Linked DNA regions of Sus scrofa: region 1 is linked to region 2. The links are chromatin contacts, called in public Hi-C maps. All regions are on one chromosome and are shown on one strand. Each heading gives the region's core, a stretch centred on a gene start, on an enhancer-like site or on the middle of the called end of the contact. The rest is flanking DNA. Distances are from core to core; before and after follow the strand shown. Region 1 overlaps FARP1 (FERM, RhoGEF and pleckstrin domain-containing protein 1). Region 2 overlaps FARP1 (FERM, RhoGEF and pleckstrin domain-containing protein 1).

Region 1 (5,084 bases), core at 1,289-3,788, 76 kb after region 2:
GACATGTGGCGGTTCCCAGGCTAGGGATCGAATCAGAGCTACAGCTGCCAGCCTCAGTCACAGCCACAGCCATGCAGGATCCCGTCTGTGACCTACACCCCAGCTCACAGCAATGCCGGATCCTTAACCCACTGAGCGTGGCCAGGGATGGAGCCTTCGTCCTCACAGATGCTGGTCAGATTCTTTTCCGCTGAGCCACCGTGGGAAATCCCATTATTCAGTTCTCTGTGACGAAGATCAGTCACGAAGAAAGACTTGTGTTCCACCGAGTAAGATGAACCTGTGTAACTTGCATGACCCTTTTAGATAATCGATTGCCTTTTTTTCTCGCTTGGTAAAGGGTCTTCCTATTACCACCAGTTCCTCTCCTTGTAATGAAAACTGAACTTAAAACGGATTTCACTGTGGGCTTTTTTGGAGAAGGTTATTAAATGTTTACCCCCCAACCTCTTCGAACACATATTGGATTTCAGTGTAATTTTAAACAAATTCTTTAAAGTACATGAGATTTAATAGTTCTAATAGTAAAGAGTTAAAAAAGAAGCCAGTGAGTGTACTGCCTGTAGCACCTTATTTCCTTTTTTTTTTTTTTTTTTAAAGCAACAGTCTCTTGAAAAGAGTGATCGCTTTGGGGCAGTTTGATTAAATTTTCAGAGACCTTTTATTTATTAAATATATTCACATTAGTTCTAGAGAATTTTGTGTAAAGTGGGATCAAATCGGCTCCAGAATTTATGATGGAAGTACAGTAACCACATATTTCTAGCTTGATCGTTGACAGTTTGCTTTCCCCAGCAAATGTTCTTTCAAGAGAATATTCTTCACGGGATGCTGCACTGTCTTTCCATCGTCCAAGCGCCTGGTCCCTCGGGCAATTTTTCGGTCCTTTGCCGCCCAAGCACCTCACCACCAAGTGCGCGTAATTGACGAGTTTGAACAGGGCCTCCTTGTCCTTCATCTGAACGAAAGGCTCTATTTCTTCCATAAATTGGGCTTGAAATAGGAGCTTAGCCAGAGCACTGGGTGAAGAAGAGCTGCTTGCTCTCCATCAAGTCAGGACTTAAAGTCCGTTTCATTATTTCATTGGAAGAAAGTCGTCCGCCAAGGCTGGAGTCTATTGAATGTGTGGTATGAACACATTTTAGCGCGAATAAAAGTTCCTCTCCTGCCGGGTGAGTGTAGGTGGAGACGGGGTCTCTGGCAGTGAAGCCCCCTTACTTCAGCTACGTGTTGGGGGGGAGAGCTGGGCTCCCCTCACCCCAGATTTTGGTCCTCCTTATAGGGGAGTCAGGAGGCCTTTCCACTGTGGAGTGTTGGATTCTAGGGAAGATCCACTTCTGTTCCAGCCAGAAATTAGACCAAAGAGAGGAGTTTGGTTGGTTGCTAGTACGGAAGTTAAAAATCATCTCTTTCCCAAGAGGTCTCTTAATTAGATTGCTTAGTTTTAAAATGTTAATTGGAATTGCTGCCCTTCAGTTGCTGAAAGCGTTTCCATTTAAAAGGAACGCCTCATTTCCCATATTGCTGTGTTGTGAGAAATCGACAGTGATTTCTGCCTAAGATTTTTTTGAACTGAAAGAAGGGATTAGCCTTGTGGAAAGACTGATAACACCAGATGATCTACTTTAATTCACGTTTGTCTTATCAGTTTCTTTTGTTTCAAAACTACTATCTTATCTAATATATTTTTTCACCGTATTTTTTTTTTTTTCCTTTTTTGACTGTGTCTTTAGCATGCAGAAGTTCCCGGGCCAGGGATCAACCCAAGCCATGGAGTGACAACGTGGAATCCTTAACTACTAGGCCACCAGGGAGCTCCGTTAACAGTTGCTTGATAAGCACGAAGTAGGTTGTTTATATATAGAGGGCAGTTAATTTTGATGAGAACAGATTTTCAGCTCCCGTGTCTAATTTACTGTTACATCTGATACAATATATATACAGTAATTTACTTGAAACACACATATAATGTGTGTAGTAGATGCTTTCTACTTGTATGAACTCAAAGCTTTAATTTTAACCGTCCTCTCCAGTTTCCTTCCTGGAGTAAAGAAGATGATGAAGCCTGAACTAGTTGGAATAGCAGATGCTTATTATTAATTCTTGATCATTCTTTTGGGGTTGTTAGATCAGTTCTTGGAAAGAAAAACTTATTTGATAATCACAGCGTTATCGTGTGATTAGCTGGTAGGAACAATTTCAAATAACACATAACCTACAGAGATCTATCCTGTTCCTCTGGTAACTTTTGAAATGAATTCTTCATTGTTGTGGATAGATTAGGAAAATAAACTTAGTTTTCTCATTCTTGTAACTTTGAAAAAAGGAGGTTCTTTCGTTTCTGTCTAGGAAAGGCAGCTAATTTTTTGGTGGTGTTAGATAATTTTCTAAGGGGGGGTGTGTGTGTGTTTACATACTCTGTTCCCGCCTCTTCTTCCCTGGGGATAATTTTAAAAGCTCAAAGTCCTTAGTCACAGATACGGAAACAGTGCTCTCAGTGGGGCATTTAGAAAAGTTTAATTTTAACCAGGTACTGGAACTGCAGACAGACAGAGTGATATCACTTAAGAACCCAGCACTTGAGTGAATGGAGGCTTTGTCAGTGCTTTTCTAGATCCGAGCACTGAAATGGAACATTAATTGTTATTTAAGTTAGAGAATCCAGCTGTTCCTGGAACCTGTGTCTCTGGCCTGGGCACTTTGTGTGCCGAACTGAGAGCCAGGGCTCTTGTGTCCTGCACACCTGGGGGAGTAGGCAGGCCGTCTGCTCCCGGGGCCGGGGACTTGTGGCTGACATCGTTGGACCCACCTTGGTCCCCACACGATGTCTTTAACTGCTCTTTAAGACAGTCCCATGGCCAGCCCAGGTCACTACCACGGACCCCCTAAATTCTGAGTGTGGGTGGCATGGGCTGTCACCTCCCACCATCCTGTGGTACGGAGCATCCCGGCAGAGTGGGCGGCCAGACGAGGCCCCAAGATCTGCTTGGACCAGCGTGGAGTGATGGCAGGAAAGGTGGGAGATGGGCTCAGGGTTCTGTTGGAATGAAAAGCCCCAGAGAAACCTTGCCTGAGGCAGAGCAAGCGAAGGTCAATTATTTATGGCCACCCCCTGCCCCAACTTCACAAAGGATTAAAGCTGCCTAAGAGCCTAGATAGTGTAAATTGGAAGTAGGTTAAAAAAAATCAAAGCAGAGGGAGACTAAGGGGAGATGTAAAGTGGACCCCAAAACGAAGCCTGTTCACAGACTGAAGGCCACCAGGGGCGAGAGGCAAGGCAAGAGCTTTCCAGTTGTTGTTGGGAAGTTCCTTGTCCCTGGGTGCTCAAGCTGCAGATTGTACAATAAAAATGGACCAATTCTCAAAAGACCCATGGATTCTGACCCTGGGGCCCCAAGTGACTCTCTCCCAGCGCCCTTATGGAGGGAGCATGACTGCCAACCTCCTCAGCATCTTTAGTATCATAGAGGCAGGTACCTGGGACAAATTGCTCCAGATAGGCTGATGGGCACACCCAAGCCCAGCCCAGTAAATGGACATTTTAATGGGGGAAAACGTGCCAGTGACACATCTAATAGTTAGTGACACATCTGTTAGATGTAGGTTGTGTAGTATCTAGAAGGGTGACAAAGCAGTTCTGAATGTTTGGAACGTTCTGTGAGTTTTGAGCTCTTTCTACTGTATGTGGGTACAGTGAGGCGCACTGGTGGACTCTAGGAGGACAGGATGGAGAAGTGGGTAAGGAGACACCTGCCGAACAGGTGCTTACCCATGGCTTACCGAAGGTGATACTTTATTAAGGCCGTAAAAATAACAGGCTGTTCTTTTACAGGATGGAATAATGGTAGGAAAAGGAACCTCTGGTGTGTTTTTTAATCATAACCAAAATTTCAGAAAATTTTGGATGTTAATATGTTAAAATTGTGACATGCGATTTTAATGAACTACATTATATAATATATATAATTATATATAAGTCATTTTGTTTAGGTATAATTATACATTAAAATAACTACATTATATTAACAAACACATTTAATATATAATTATATATAATATACATTCTAATATATAATTTAATGTATAAGTATGTAAATAATTATATATTAAAATATATAAAACAAAATTACATGTCATATAAAATAATTATAAATCAATAAATTATATACAGTGTAATATATTAATAATTAAAATATTATGTATAAATAATTACATAAAGGGAACTACCGTAATGAACTAGAGTCAATCCTCATTATTCACAGATTCCAGTATTTCTGAATTCGCTCACTCTTCAAGTTCATTTGTAACCCCTACATGGCTGCCTGCGGTGCTTTCAAGATCATTCATGGGCACGCGCAGAGCAGGGAAGGATCTGATTTCCCAGATGCACACGTTGCCAACTGAGGTTGCATGAGGCAGTACCCTGCTGCTTGTTTCAGCTGTTAGAGGAAACGGGTTTGTTCAGCGCTGTTTTCCCATTTCTGTGCTTTCTCTTGGCCATTTTGCTGCTTAAAATGGCCCCAGGAGAGCTGAAATACTGTCTTACTCCTAAGCACAATAGGTATGGGGTCCTACGGAGGAAAATGCTTGTGTTAGGGAAGCTTCATTCAGGCATGAGTTACAGTGTTGTTGGACATGAGTTTAATGTTAGTGAGTCAACAGTGTATATTCAATACAGTGTCTTTAAAAAGAAACGCTCTTAGGAGTTCCTGTCGTGGCGCAGTGGTTAACGAATCCAACTAGGAACCATGAGGTCATGGGTTCGATCCCTGGCCCGCTCAGTGGGTTAAGGATCCTGTGTTGCGGTGAGCTGTGGTGTGGGTCGCAGACGCGGCTCAGATCCCGAGTTGCTGTGGCTCTGGCGTAGGCCGGTGGCTGCAGCTCTGATTTGACCCCCAGCGTGGGAACCAATAGGAATTTCTAAGTATCTTTTATGAAAATGGCCACAGATCATGTGATGCTTTGATTCAATGATTTCACTCTCATTTCACCTTTGGAAATACGCAAGCATCACCCTTCCTCCTCCATGTATTAGGGACTTGGTGAGGAAGTGACTTCTTCGATGGCGTGGTGTTCTGTTGGCT
Region 2 (4,776 bases), core at 1,539-4,038:
TGAAGGATCTGGCATTGCCTCGAGCTGTGGTGTGGGTTGCAGGTGTGGCTGGGATCCCAGAGTTGCTGTGGCTGTGGTGTGGGCCGGCAGCTGCAGCTCTGATTTGACCTCTAGCCTGGGAACTTCAATATGCTGTGGGTACAGCCCTAAGAAGACCAAAAAAAAGAAGATTCAGTGACTGTCCTTCGGGTAGGATTTTTGGTGGGAGGGTGATGAAGGCATATGGTTTGCCTGTCATGTTCAACTCAAAGTTTATTTTGTTTCTCCAAGGTGTAATATACAATGATTAAAATTTTTTTTTACCATGGAAGTGATAACATCAGGACCTAAATTGTTCCCCCAGTTGCAGATGTTTCATTTTCTCGAGTTGCAGCTTCGGCTCGATATTTGTGGATCACTCTTAAGAGAATGTCTGTGATTTGTGATCAGCCAGGTTTGCTGTTGGAATATTCTAGGGCTTCTGCAGGTAGTGGCATGGTTCTCCCTATCTTTCTGTCTCATTCTTCTCACTGTCACACAGAAAATCAGATACAGTCTGTCGAAAAGATTTGTTTTTGGTTGTATTAAAAAAAAAAAAAAATCTCTTGACCACAGGTGTCTTTGCTTTCTCTGTGTTTGCCAGGGTTACATTAGGTTAGCAATTCTCTCCGGGATGAAACAGATGTCACCTGCCTGGGACATGCAAGAATATGAGAATCCTAGTTCTCTCTCTCTTTTTTTTTTTTTGTCTTTTTGCCTTTTCTAGAGCCGCTCCTGCAGCATATGGAGGTTCCCAGGCTAGGGGTCCAATCGGAGCTGTAGCCTCCGGCCTACACCAGAGTCACAACAACGCAGGATCCAAGCCGCCTCTGCAACCTACACCACAGTTCACAGCAACGCCAGATCCTTAACCCACTGAGCGAGGGCAGGGATCGAACCCGCAACCTCATGGTTCCTAGTCGGATTCATTAACCACTGCGCCTCCACGGGAACTCTGAGAATCCTAGTTCTGATGAGCCAGGAGTGAGACCTTTCTGAGTAAGAATCCAGCTCCGGATTTAATTTGGGCTGCAGACGGAGTCCTTAGTGGCCCCGGACAGAGTCCTTGGTGGCCCCGGGGAGGAAGTGATGGGAAGGACGAAGAACCTGGCAGAATCCACAGGGCTCTGAAAATAGGGTGTCATGGGGTGGGCGTGGGGGATGGGACTGGTCTCAGCCTCCTTCCGAGCAGTTACGTGACCCCCTCGGCATTTCCCCATGACCTCACCTCCCCAGGGGTAGAAGCCAAAAGAACCTTCCTCCCCCGCCCCCCGAGCCCCACCCCCAGCCTGGCGCCCTTAATGTGCTCACCCAGCTCCTTCAAGTTCAGCATAAAGGAATGGAGAAAAATGACCTGTGCATCTCCTAGTTTATTTTAGACCTTGGGCAAGCGGGATTGTTCCCATGCCTATTTTTTTTGGGAACACCGAGAAGCTGGAGAGAGGAGGAAGTGAGCTTTTGGACACAGTGCTGACTTGTGCATGTCTTTGTACAGTATTTTGCCAGGCCCTTGACATTCGTTGAAAGCAAAAAAAAAAGAAAATCTTTCTCCTTGAACATTTGTGCAAAATCAGAGAGCGCGGAGGGTTTAGAGCCCAGTGAGGGGATGGGCTAATGTAGCACATTTCTGCAAGCTGGGGGAGAGACAACACACCCCCTTCTATTGTGTGGTGCTGGCAACAGCCCATTGGTGGAGGCCGGTGGACAAATGGTGCCAGGAAGATGCATGCAGGATGCTGCAGAATCACACGTTGAAAAGTGTGCAGCAGAGAAGCTGGGACATACGTGTTTTGGTTGCTTCATCGATAAAAGCAGTGAAGGATGGCTGTCAGGCTCAGGTTTTTAGCTCCAGGGACCTCGGGACACCCATCCCCAAAAGTAAACCGACTGCGCTCAGTTGGTTTGGTTTACAGTCCTATTCAGATTCAGCACCATTTCATTGCGTTTTTGTCTTCCACGTAGCTGTAAGCCAGGAAATCTCCTGTGAGATTAGGTCATTTGTTCCTGAGAGTTCTGTCCTTGCAAAGCAGGAGAGGAATTTTTATGGGCCGTTGGCATAAATAAAAAAGCCAATGGCAAACTGTTCCGTGGTTGGGCTTACATTGCAGGTGGGACTTGGGAAAATGCCTTAGAAGGAATTTTGTATATTTTGGGATATCCAGCCACCTGGGTGAAATTTCCTCTGTTTTCGATTTTCATTCATTCTAGGATTTCACCTCTCAGCCTGGAGTCTTGGGACTCCTAAGGGGTTTGCAACCCGGGAACCCAGGCCTGTGAGCTAGTTGCAGGATTTCAGGAAGCCTGTAACCTGAATCCCACGGTGATGGGGGCTGGGAGGGGGGGCGGGGGGCGGGGGCACTTCAGTGCATCCCTGCAAATTAAGGCAGGCATCAACTATTTTATTTATGCCAACAAATTTGGCCAGAACTTTCTCACCTGGGTGTGATCAGAAGGCTCCATTGACCATTCATTCCGTGTGCCTTTAAGTGAATGAAAAAGAAATAGGGTTAGTTGTTTAGCTGCAATCCTGGCAGATCTGTTCTTTTCACTAAGGGATTAGGATGTGGTGTGATGCAAGAGTCGTGAAAGAGACCCCCTCCCCCCTCGCATCCAGAGAGACTAAAGGGTCATTGACCCCAGTCGCTGCCCAGCTCTGGTCACTCCCCCCCCCCCCCCCGCCCCCGTGTGCTGTGACAGAGTTGGTGCCAACACTATTTGCAGTTATTGAATCGGAAGCCAGGGAGCTGCCAGAGCTGTGATCTCAGAGTGTGGTGATGGGAAGGGCTTAGCCGCCAGTGGCTGTGTGCATTCCACTGAAGACCGGGCTTGCTTCTCTCCAGTTCCAGAAGGTTTATTTCACATATTAAAAATACACAAAATAAAGACAGGAAGGAAATGGACCAAAATGTTATCAACTTTTGTTTACCATTCGTACACTGGTCAACCAAGTGACCAAATTTAGCAGCGTTTTGTAGTGATTGCCTTTCTGCTGCAGTTTTGCAGATTATCAGTCACAAGACTTATTCTGTTAAAGTGAGATGAAGATATATATTTAAATATTTACATATAAATGTATGGATGTTTTTAGTGTTTATCTGGAATGTTCTCAAAGGCGCATGACTCTTGCATGCCTCAGGAATTCTAAAATATACGTGGAGTGTTTTGACAGAAACTCCAGTGAGCTGCAAGGAAAACCCTGGAGCAGCAGCTTAGAATTTCTGCTTATTGCTCCCCTAAAGTTTCATATGTCTTCTTTTGTGCAGGTTCCAGATGTTTTTGAAAGTCTTGAAAGTGCATAAAATAACCCTTTGACAAAGTGACAGAAACTGAGGGATTTGGGGGGGTTAGGTGGGGTGGGTGGGGGGGTTAGTTGCGGGTGGCTAGTGAGTCATCTTACAGAAGCATTGTGTTGTTAGCTTTGGCCAAGACAGTTCCTAGAGAAAGCTCTGCAGAAGGACTTATGGGGACTTTTATGGGGCACTTGAACTCTCTGCCTTGTCTCCTTCCTGTCCAGTTGCCACTTTCCCGCCCTGAGTAATAATAAGCAGTACTTTTAGAGTGCATACTATATGTCAGGCATGCTTCTAAGCATGTTCAAAGTTAATTTGTTTTCCTAAAACAGTATTGTGGAGGAGTTCCCTTGTGGTGTAGTGGGTTAAGCAGCTAGTGTTGTCACTGTAGTGGCTTGGGTTGCTGCCGTGGCGGTAGTGTGGGTTTGATTCCTGGCCCAGGGAACTTCCACATCCTATGGGAGTGGCCAAAACCAAACAAGCTAACAAGCAAACCAGTACTGAGGAGATACTATTACATACAAAGAAACTGAGGCACAGAGAAGTCAAGCAACATGCCCAGCGTCACACAGCTGATGATCGGTAGAACCATGATTTGAACCCAGGGTGTCTACTCATCTGTGCCCTCAACCACTGCTGCCCTGACTGGAACCTGGGCCATTGGGGCTGAGTGGGTGTGGCTCAAGGTTAAAGTCAGGTTGAGGGTGTTTCTGAAGATCTCACGGTAGCAAGTGTTTTAAGAGCAGACCCCTTGGCAGCTTGAAGTCATTACTTTTTGCTAATGCACCAGCCCTTACTGAGGGACCTGTTCTGTTGGCCATTCAAAAACAGGAAGTTTACGCCTTGGTTTCCAAGGCTTCATCTGGGAGCTTCCTTGGAATGCAGACTCTCAGGCCCTGACCCAGACCTGCTAAAGCAGAATCTGCATTTAGCAAAGTCTCCAGGTGTTAGGTATGCACATTAGTTTGAGAAGCTGTTCTCCAGAGTTTTAAACCACCCAGGAAAGATGCCTTTGTTACTCTCTTCTACTGAACAGAATGAAAAATCAAGGCCAACTTAAAAAAAAAAAAAAACCAAATGGACAAGAGTTTCCCCCTTCCAGGAATTCACAGCCAAAGTTGAGATCTGAGCTATGTCCCTATGAAAATTTACATAATACCTGAGATCCTTGTCAAGAACTCAGCGTAGGCCCGCTTGTGTTTGTCTTGGGAGAGAGGAGTAAGCTGCCATCTTAAGGAAGCAATGGAAATCTCCCCCGTAGAGGCAGATTCTTCAACTGGCTTCTCCGCATCTATAAACACATTCAGATCTTTCCCATTTTAAAACATAAGGATGAACTGACAAGTTTCTTTCCCATACTTTTCTCGCTTTTGACCTGTTCCTTACTCTCAGATGAATTTCCTTTTTTTAAAACGTTTTTTAAAAATTAAAGTGTAGTTGATTTACCCTGTTGTGACAATTTCTGCTA

Evidence for each region. A called contact is a pair of places that touch in the nucleus more often than the background predicts.
Region 1: a Hi-C map of liver shows a contact between it and region 2, with 2.0 times the contacts expected there. The contact joins two enhancer-like sites. A contact is called at or near these places in 3 of 47 Hi-C or Micro-C datasets (liver and skeletal muscle) and 1 of 2 datasets of contacts at active chromatin or transcription factors (skeletal muscle).

What each region holds. Positions count from the first base shown.
Region 1 is chr11:67,250,988-67,256,071 of Sscrofa11.1, forward strand. The region is part of intron 2 of FARP1 (FERM, RhoGEF and pleckstrin domain-containing protein 1); the gene reads left to right. It overlaps LOC110255764 (a long non-coding RNA gene), which reads left to right. Exons shown (of 2, transcript XR_002336572.1): 2 at 1-2,318. Among named protein-coding and RNA genes, the nearest start is that of FARP1, 110 kb to the left of the region's middle. Within about 2 kb of position 2,539, at least 11 of the 83 cell types and tissues checked have an H3K27ac peak or open chromatin away from gene starts, as enhancers often do. A contact at or near this core is called in liver, where this site is marked.
Region 2 is chr11:67,174,938-67,179,713 of Sscrofa11.1, forward strand. The region is part of intron 1 of FARP1 (FERM, RhoGEF and pleckstrin domain-containing protein 1); the gene reads left to right. Among named protein-coding and RNA genes, the nearest start is that of FARP1, 33 kb to the left of the region's middle. Within about 2 kb of position 2,789, at least 23 of the 83 cell types and tissues checked have an H3K27ac peak or open chromatin away from gene starts, as enhancers often do. A contact at or near this core is called in liver, where this site is marked.